2 separate regions of the Zea mays genome follow, and region 1 is linked to region 2. The links are chromatin contacts, called in public Hi-C maps. All regions are on one chromosome and are shown on one strand. Each heading gives the region's core, a stretch centred on a gene start, on an enhancer-like site or on the middle of the called end of the contact. The rest is flanking DNA. Distances are from core to core; before and after follow the strand shown. Region 1 holds the start of LOC103641981. Region 2 holds the start of LOC100282377 (Ser/Thr-rich protein T10 in DGCR region).

Region 1 (4,628 bases), core at 1,084-3,583, 150 kb before region 2:
TATTAAAAGTGCATGGTCCATGTACATCTTCAGCAATCAGCACATTTACCTGTTGGACTTGTTGGTGTAATGTGTCAAACTGATCTACAGTACAACAGACATCGCCAGTGATTGTTGGGCACAAACTTTGGATCCTTGAAGAAAACAATGTGTCTGGCTGGAAAAACAATAAAACACTTGCTAAACAGGCCACATTTGAATAATCATAAATATTTTTCAAAGATATAGGGTTTCTTTAACTATGTTATATTCAAATCAAGGTCCAAGGATCATATTGTCAGTTTGTCACCTTAACAGCTTTGGTTGCATTTGCACAGTTTAAGACCTTCCCGTCACTTCGTTGTGCACAAATGCCGTACATGGAACAGTAACCTTCTGCTGGTACAACCCTACAAAAGCAAAATGGTAAGATAGATGACCACCAAGGGCTCCAGGAATATGGAACACCAAGTATAGGCATGTAAAATAGTAAAATACAGCAGCATATTCTAGAAGCAATCAAGCATATGTTAGACTTCTGACCTACAATCAGTATAACACAGGTCACTGACAAGTTACCTTGAGCCATTGGATTGCTGCGCACTGATCGGGAACAGTAGATAACTGATCTGCACCATAGTAAAAATAAGTTAGATGTTATTTAGACCACCCGAATCACAGTGAAGTTCGACCATATCAACACGCTTGTACAATGTACTTTTATCTATATGATAGCCTACTTACACACTATACATGATCCAAATTAAATATTGTTTTCGCTCCATATACACATAACGGAAAAGTAAAGTGATATCTTAGGTATCAGCATAGTTTACCCTTATTAACTGCATACTCTCTCTTTCACCCCTGTAAATAAATAGAAACTACTAGCAGTGTTTGCAGGAAAATACATGGGATGTGATTGGGTGATATTGTTATGGTTTCAAATCCTCAGGGGGGAGTATGATCATAATTTAATCCACATACTTCAGAAATATAGTCTAGAAATCAATTTGCATAGCTAAAATTAAAAGGTCAATGCAGACACCGCCAAGTCAGCAGAAACTATAACCTAGCAAATTCTGAATAGCTTGCAATTGGAATACAGTTGTTGGCTTATTGGCCACATGAATGCAATTAATTCTCAAGGTCGAAATGCGGAAAACATGTGGAAACAGATTAATTATACAATGGAAGTTCCATGTGAAACCTGCAAAAGAGATAGTTCAACTAAGGAACATCACGACACGAATTGCAAAGTGTCGAGGTTCCAATCCTGTACAAGGACAATTACAGCAACAAATTACATTACATCTCATAACAAGAATCGAAGTTGACCATCCAACTTTAAAGAAGCAGATTCCCTTCAAATCAATATGTGATAAAAGGGGGAAAATCAGAAGAAGAAAAATTACAACAAACCCGTAAGATATATCCTGATAGCATGCATTTCAAAGCAAAAATAAAACAAAAACGGAGAGTTATGACGAAGGAGGCAAGCATAGCTTACTATAACCCAAACAGTGAAACAAAAAAAATTAACCAACTATGCCGAACTAAATTCCGTCGGCTTCAACTAAAATCGAACTAAATTGTTGACCCAACCGAGGAAAATAACTCCAACACCAATGAGGCAAAAATTATACGACATCGATCCCCGAAACTAAAACCCCCATACATACATGTCAGTTACTGGTAGTATAAACTGGTCTGACTATACTTGTACAAGGCATTCCCATCTCATCAGATACTCTTCCAAGTTCGGATGTTCCAACTCGAGAGATTTTGATAATTGACATTCAATTCGCCAACCTTTGACACTGTCAGAAAAGGCAAACACAATGCAATGTTCCAACCAAAATTGCATCTAACTCATGCAGCCATGCAAAAAATAGGAAGGAATGCGAGATTGGCAACCCAATAGAGGGTTATGTGGGCTCAGAACCCAAAGCATGACCAAAACCTCGTCCCAAAACACCGGCCACTCGGAGCGGCGGCCGCAGCCACGGCCGCTGCGGAGGGACCCGACGACACTCATGCGCCACGGCGCCAATAGCACACTACAAAACCCGTCGAGAATCGTGAGCTTGGGACTCACCTGCATCAGAGCGATCGCCGCAGCGGCGAAGGTGACAAACCCGCGCCGGCGCCCGACGGTGACCATCCTGTCTCCGGTTCGTCCTCGATATCTCGCGGCAGCGCTAAATGCCGAAGCGGAGGGAGGCGACGCGGGAGGGGCACCCGCACAGCACAGACTAGCGTGTGGGGACTGGGGAGGTGTGGACTTTTTTTTTGGAAGGAACCTCCCTGCTGAACTTATAACGGCGGGTGAAGGCAGCCCACGAATTCGCGTGGCGCCGGAGGAGACAGCTGCAGAAAAGGGCGTTTTCTGGCCAGTTACTCGATGATGATGAAGCATATCGTCAGACCCGGGTGTCAGCCAGCGGCTAGCGATGGGCTGGCATCCCGTATGGGAGATGAGAATGTGGTGGGACCAGACCAACCGCTTGCGGATTTTGCTCCTGGAGTGGACTGGTGGGTGGCACGGGCGAACTACCAGTATCCTGTATCCAGTAGCCAGTACTGCTACTACGGATACGTGATGCTTTCAGATGAATTGTTCCCTCGTTGAAGTTTGTATGTAATATTATAATTATATCTCTGTCCAGACTCCAGAAGATGGCGAATTGTATCTTACAAAAAAAAATCCTGGAGTTTGACTAAAATTAATGGGGCTGCTGATTTTTTAATGATTTGAACCGCTGCTGTGGTGGATTTGCTACAATCTATTTAATATATGAGAACTAATTACTAGCTAGCTACAGATTAAATAAAATTAGATCTACTATTAGTATTAAGGGTGTTTGGAACGACTCTAGGTTACAGCTCCAGTGTAAAATTGTTGTTTATAATATTAATTTAAATAGTTCTTAAAAAATTTTATTCTAAATAATAAACGAAATAATTTATCTAAATATCTTTCCTTCTCTTGTCAGTGTGCAGACCACCATAATTGGTCTCCAACCCCTGCGCACCATCCTCCCATGTTGGTTGCCCCGTGGCTGCCACGGCAGGCCACCAAGGCCCTCAAACCATTACCATCGTCATCTTCGACGCCTTTTACAACCTCCGACAGTACAAGTATTTATACAAAAGTAATTGTTTAGAAAAGGAATAGACAATATTTTCACATGAAAGTTAACAAAGTTAGAGGTCGAAACTAACGACAGTGTTATATAGAAAACCAAATTTATATCTAGTGTCAAATAAAGAAGATCTGTATTTAAGGATCATTTCAAACAAGGAATATCTGTGGTGTGTAGGCCACGAGTGGCTACCAGATTATGTAAAGCAACTTATCAGTGTGGAAAAGAATGACTAAAGATGAGATAAAATAATGAGTCGTGCCCGTGCCACTGCCGTTTGAGCAAAATCGTGCAAATCGACTGCGGAAGGCAGAATTTATGTCGCCGCTTGCCTACGTACTGCTTACCCAAACAGACGTCAACCAGGTGTAATGATAGTTTTCGCCCCACCGAGCCTGTGGGCATCGCTTTCATATCAACCAGATCCATCATACATGATACATCCACCTCCACGGTACGGTGGTGGAGGACCTCAAGTACCGGGGCGGCGCCTTGCTTGCTCCGTGTTTTCTAGAAGGCTATCTGTCGATAACCTCGTATGTCCATCTGTACTAACAACGTCACGGGCAGCCAGTGCTCGGAAAAGGGAAAGAGAGAATGCTCCACTCCTCACGATTGGCGGCATCTTTTTTGGCTGAAGTTGGACCGGTGTTCTTTTCCCCCTGGTGCGGCACTCTAGCGTTAGCGTGGAATGTGGACCTGAAGAGCACGCCGGCGCCAGAGCGGTTGATGAAAGAAATTTTTGTGCAACAGAGATTTCTTGGCGGGTTGCAACCTATACTGTTTGAACCGTAAAAGAGCCGGCGGACGATCCGGCCCTGAGGCCGGACGGTCCGCGGTCCGGACAGTCCGCGCCTGTGGGCCGGACGGTCCGCGCGTGCGCAGAACAGATTAGGGTTCCGAGTTTTGTGCTACAGTTGTTAGCTAGATTCGCGGAATTAGCTCGGAATCAGTTGTGTAAAGGGTCCAGCCCCCCTCCTCTATAAATAGAGAGGTCTACGGCCGATTTGTAATCAACAATCGAATCAATACAATATCTATTTCGCATTTTATCCTAGGAGTAGTTCTAGTCTAGTTTAGGTTTAGCCTCTCGATCCCCAAATTCTTCGTCTCTCTTCGACTCTACGTCGATTAGAGGAGTCTAGGTCGGTCGGCCCGGGCCTAGACACCACCTAGGATCTTTACTCCCCGACGGGGTCCCTCCCGGGAGCGAGATCCAGGCGCCGTCGGCGATCTTCCGCCGCCCCTGCGTACGCGCGGACCGTCCGGCCGTCAGGCAGGGAACCCGGGCTCCTGCACCAGGTCGCGGACCGTCCGGCCCCAGGCCGCGGACCGTCCGCCCCTGACCAGAGAGCACCCCGCCTCGCACCAGGCCGCGGACCGTCCGGCCCCCGCGCGCGGACCGTCCGCCCCTGTGCAGAGAGCACTGCCGCTGGTTCTCTTGAGTAATTGGCGCCTCCAAAAAGGCGTCAACATACTTTTTGGCGACTCCGCTGGGGAAAG
Region 2 (4,520 bases), core at 634-3,133:
GCGGTCAGGTACTGTTGGAATAGAGCGCCCAACCTGGGGTGGAGGTGGCAATGGAAAGGGTCCTTTAGAATCAGATTTCGACCAATTACCCTGACTCAACTTGGGCATCTCGCGGCGCCTCATAGGTTCAGAGACCTCTTCCTGCAACAAGGCAAGGATACAGGTTGTATCCAAATCACCAGGTCTCTGGATCATCACCACCGCCCGCACATCATCCTGTAACCCTTCTATAAATCTGGTCGTGAAATACAATGAATCAGACACAATTTCATAAGCAGATAATTGATCCATCAAAGTGGAAAACTGAGCAATATATTCAGATAATGTGCCCTTTTGTTGAATGCGAAACAGGTGGCGGAGTAAGGACTGCTGTTGGTCTTTGCCAAATCCGTCCAACAGCAATTTGCAAAACAGAGGCCAACACAATTCAACATATCTCCGTTGCAATGCCTGAAACCAGCAACCCACCGCAGGAGAAAAATACATGGACGCTATTCGCACCCACGCCTCAGATTCCACTTCATACATAACAAAATATGCCTCACATCGAGCAATCCACAGCTGGGGATACTCACCATCAAACAGAGGAAATGACAACTTGGGTAACTTCCCCAAAGAACGACAACTAGACTCACCCGTCTTCAACAAAGTAGGAGATACAGGTGGGAACGAGAACTGAGGCATACCCTTAGTTGCATCGGGTATGTAGGTGTGGACAGATCCAAAGCCCTGGTCTTTCGATGATCGATCTCCGCGATGCTCCGAAAACCCTTCAGCATCTGATCCGAGAAGCAGCCGGCCCGCTGGAACACTGGGTTTTTGCAGCAACCCGGGTTCCACGAATCCTTCAAACGAAGAACGATCACACAACTTGTTCAGTTTCCGGATCTCCAGCTTGACATCATCCAAGGCGGTGTCGACCTTGGGTTTCCAAGCTGACAGCTCCGCGCCCATCTCCTCCAGGACACTGATCCGCTGATCGCGTGACCCCGCCAACTCAGAGAACTTCATCTCCAATTTCTGATCCATGGCGGCGAACTTCTTTTCCATTTCGTCCAGGATCAATTTCGTGTTTATATCCATCGCTCCGACCTCCGAGTCGACGCTGAAGACGAGTGAAGTGATGGTGGGGTGGAGCAGGATCTAGAGTGGAATGGCTAAGATCGAGCCCTCTGATACCAAATGTTAACAATCGATCACAAGAACACACACATAAGAAGAGAAGACGTGGAGAACAAGATGGAGGACAGAAGCAGCTGCAGTTTAGTAGGTAGAATTCTGTTATAAATTATTCGATACCCCCATCAACTCTCTGCTTACAGACTTAATACTCTCTGCACAGCTGCCAGCGCATGAACACAGTCGCTCCTTTCTGGGCCTTGCTAAGCTGTCACCCACTCTGGACCCGTAACACGCACATTCGGCCTGTGTACACGAGTGCTCCTTCCTGGTCCATTCATTCCATCCTCTCCACCTGCACGGCCCGCCTCTTCAAGCTTCTTTTGTGGCGCCAAGGTGCTGACAAATACCTAGATTGTAATAACCATAAGCAGATTATTAGATGCTTATATAATCCATAAGCTGGTTATATAATTCTGAATAAAATAAATTGCTATAGAAGCTGTTTGGTAGTTTAAATCTGTGAAGAAGTTGTGCCAAATATAACTTTATAAAACCGCGTCATATCAAGTTATATTTTGTAAAAGAGAATAGAGGGAGTATTCAAAATTACTAACTTTTTTCAGGGACCTTTCTGCAAATACAGTAGTTGGCTGTCGCATAACAAGTTATATTTTGCAAAAGAGAATAGAGGGAGTATTCAATACTAACATTTTTCAGGGACCTTTCTGCAAATACAGTAGCATACTCGCATAGATAGATCCAACCATATTTCGATCCTCTTCAGGACGTTTCCACCTCCATCACCGCTGGTCGGCTATGTGCATCGCGGCATGGGCGTGGCACTGCCACCCGACGCACCGCCTGCTTCTGCTGTTCAATCGCGACGAGTATCACTCCAGGTGCGCGCCCCTCCCCTCGCCGTCCATCTCCACATCCCCATCTCTCTCTCTCTCTAAATCTCTAAGCCGGTACACCCGCGAATCGGTCCAGGCCGACGCAGCCGGCGCAGTGGTGGGCGGCGGGGGAGGAAGCCAAGGAAATCCTTGGAGGCAGGGACGAGCTCGGCGGGGGAACGTGGATGGGGTGCACGAGGGATGGTAAGCTCGCCTTCCTGACCAACGTGCGGGAACCCAGCTCTCTGATCGGGGCCAAGACCAGAGGACAGCTCCCGGTCAGGTTTCTACAGGTTCGGCCTTGTAAGCTTTGTGATGATGGCATGATTATAGAAGGATGAAGTTAGATTACTGTGTGGTCGTGCTCTGCAAGTCTGCATATGCTGCAAGGAAGAGAACGCTGCTTAAAATGTTCTGTGCCAGTAGGCAACTTGGTACAAATATGTAGGTGTTGACAATACCATCTGCAGAGGCATGGCTGTGTTTAATGTTAGATCGGTTCGCAGTCAAGTTCCAGCATTCGTCTTTGGTAATAAAAGAAACTAGCCTTTGCCTTTGTAAAACGCTTTCTAGAATTACATACCGAGTGGTCCATTTTGCTGCCTTCTATTTCAGCTTATGTTATCCCCATGGCTTCATTGTCTGTTTAAGAAATCCTCTACATTTATTCTGAATGTAGGGCAGCCTTTGTCCATTGGAGTATGCCACAGAAATTGCAAAGGAAGCAGATCAGTACAACGGCTTTAACCTTATATTGGCTGATGTGAACTCAGGAACCATGGTTTACATCTCTAATAGACCCGGAGGCGATCCTGTGATTCAAACAGTTGCTCCTGGGCTTCATGTGCTTTCGAATGCTGCAATTAATTCCCCTTGGCCAAAGGTAAGAGTGTAAGATATACATGGATTTTAGAAAGATATTGTGAATGTTAGGAACACAATTATTTTTGGAAGTTGTAATACACTTCAAAGTTGAGATTCTGGTTCTTTGAAGAATCTAATGCCACAATACTTGTTTGGTCATGGCTGTAGTCTCGACAGTCCAGGTCTATTTGATCTTCCATCAGTTTATTATGGAAAAGTCCTATTAGTGAAACACCAGAATGCTCATGTACCTTGCACTTTGTTGTGACATGCTAGCTCTGCCTTCTTAATGCCATTCTTCGATGGTTTTTATTGTTGATTGTTAGGTTATTTCATCAGTAAATGCTCTTATGTTATTCATTGATGTTACAAGTCCATGATCGTCTGCAGTTAATATATGGAAACTAGTATTCCATAATGGAACTTGCACAATTATGTTCTACCCTATAATGATGCCTAAGATATCTATTGGAGTCAAATGACGGGTCTATGTGTATTATCTTTGCTTTCTCTGAAACTGAGCAGATAACTTGGTCAATTTAGCTGCATAGGTTTATTCTTCGTGTTGGTTTAGTAGTTCTGGATTTCATAAGTTTTATGTAACACTATGGGCTATATTCTAGTTTCATCAAGTAAACCTAGTCTTGTTCACTTCATATGTGCTCTGCTCCCTAGTCCCTATTATTAAGTATTGATGTACATATACCATCATTTTCTACTCTTTTAAGTAATTTTCAGACTAAGTATCTTCCAATAATTTAAAATCAAACAATTGTCGAACATGGTTTACTTGTGGCATTCGTTTCTCACCGTGCAGGCAATGCGCTTAGGACAGAGTTTCAAAAGGTATTTGACAATACACGATGATGCAGAAGCCTCTTTAAAACAAATGGTAGAAGAGTTGATGATGGATACTGCCAGACCTGATAGATCTATGGTGCCTGACACCGGCGACGACCCTGAGTGGGAGTACAAGCTAAGCTCAATATTCATTGACACTGCAAAGGAACAGGCAAAAACCATGGTGTTCAGTATTTCAGTAGCTACCATTATTCTGTTTGGAAATAAATTATATCCATTTTTCTTCTTGATTTCAGGCACGATATGGAACACGAAGCATGGTGGCACTAGCAGCGAAATTGGAAGGTGAGGTAACATTCTATGAAAGGTACTTGGAGAACAGTTTGTGGAAGGAGAATCTCATACAGTTCCAGATGGAGAAGGCACAATAGGACTTGAGAGAAACTTAAGAACACTCGCAAAGACTGGTCGATTGCTTATTATTTTGCTATCACTTTATCTTTAAAGTGTATAGCAAGGCATATACAAGAGCAGTGTATAATATGGCTACTATTAATTACCCTTTTGTGCAGATGTACAGTAATGTTTATCCAAATACCACAAGAAGAATTGGTTGCATGTGCTATTCCCCCCTTGCCGCTGTATAATTTTGGAGGACATCAATTCTTTGCTGGCACAAAATTGCTGAAACTACAATGTCACCCTATGATTCTTTATATGCTTTGTGCCTGTATTGGAGAGTACACCAAGAGTGTTTCAACTGAGGTAGAGGGCCCTGTGTCTTTTTTTTGTCCTTGGGAACTGCAAGTGCAACGGTAGGAACTAAGCATGACGTATGTT

Evidence for each region. Hi-C and Micro-C count contacts between places; a contact is called where the count stands out from the background.
Region 1: a Hi-C map of endosperm shows a contact between it and region 2, with 2.4 times the contacts expected there. The contact joins the promoter of LOC103641981 here to the promoter of LOC100282377 in region 2. A contact is called at or near these places in 3 of 25 Hi-C or Micro-C datasets (ear, endosperm and tassel).

What each region holds. Positions count from the first base shown.
Region 1 is chr10:140,560,559-140,565,186 of Zm-B73-REFERENCE-NAM-5.0, reverse strand. LOC103641981 reads right to left here and starts at 2,333. Exons shown (of 39, transcript XM_008665285.3): 1 at 2,078-2,333; 2 at 559-608; 3 at 290-389; 4 at 50-157. The coding sequence starts at 2,143.
Region 2 is chr10:140,410,050-140,414,569 of Zm-B73-REFERENCE-NAM-5.0, reverse strand. LOC100282377 (Ser/Thr-rich protein T10 in DGCR region) reads left to right here and starts at 1,883. Exons shown (of 5, transcript NM_001412108.1): 1 at 1,883-2,021; 2 at 2,123-2,308; 3 at 2,695-2,898; 4 at 3,697-3,891; 5 at 3,977-4,395. The coding sequence starts at 1,953. The coding sequence ends at 4,111.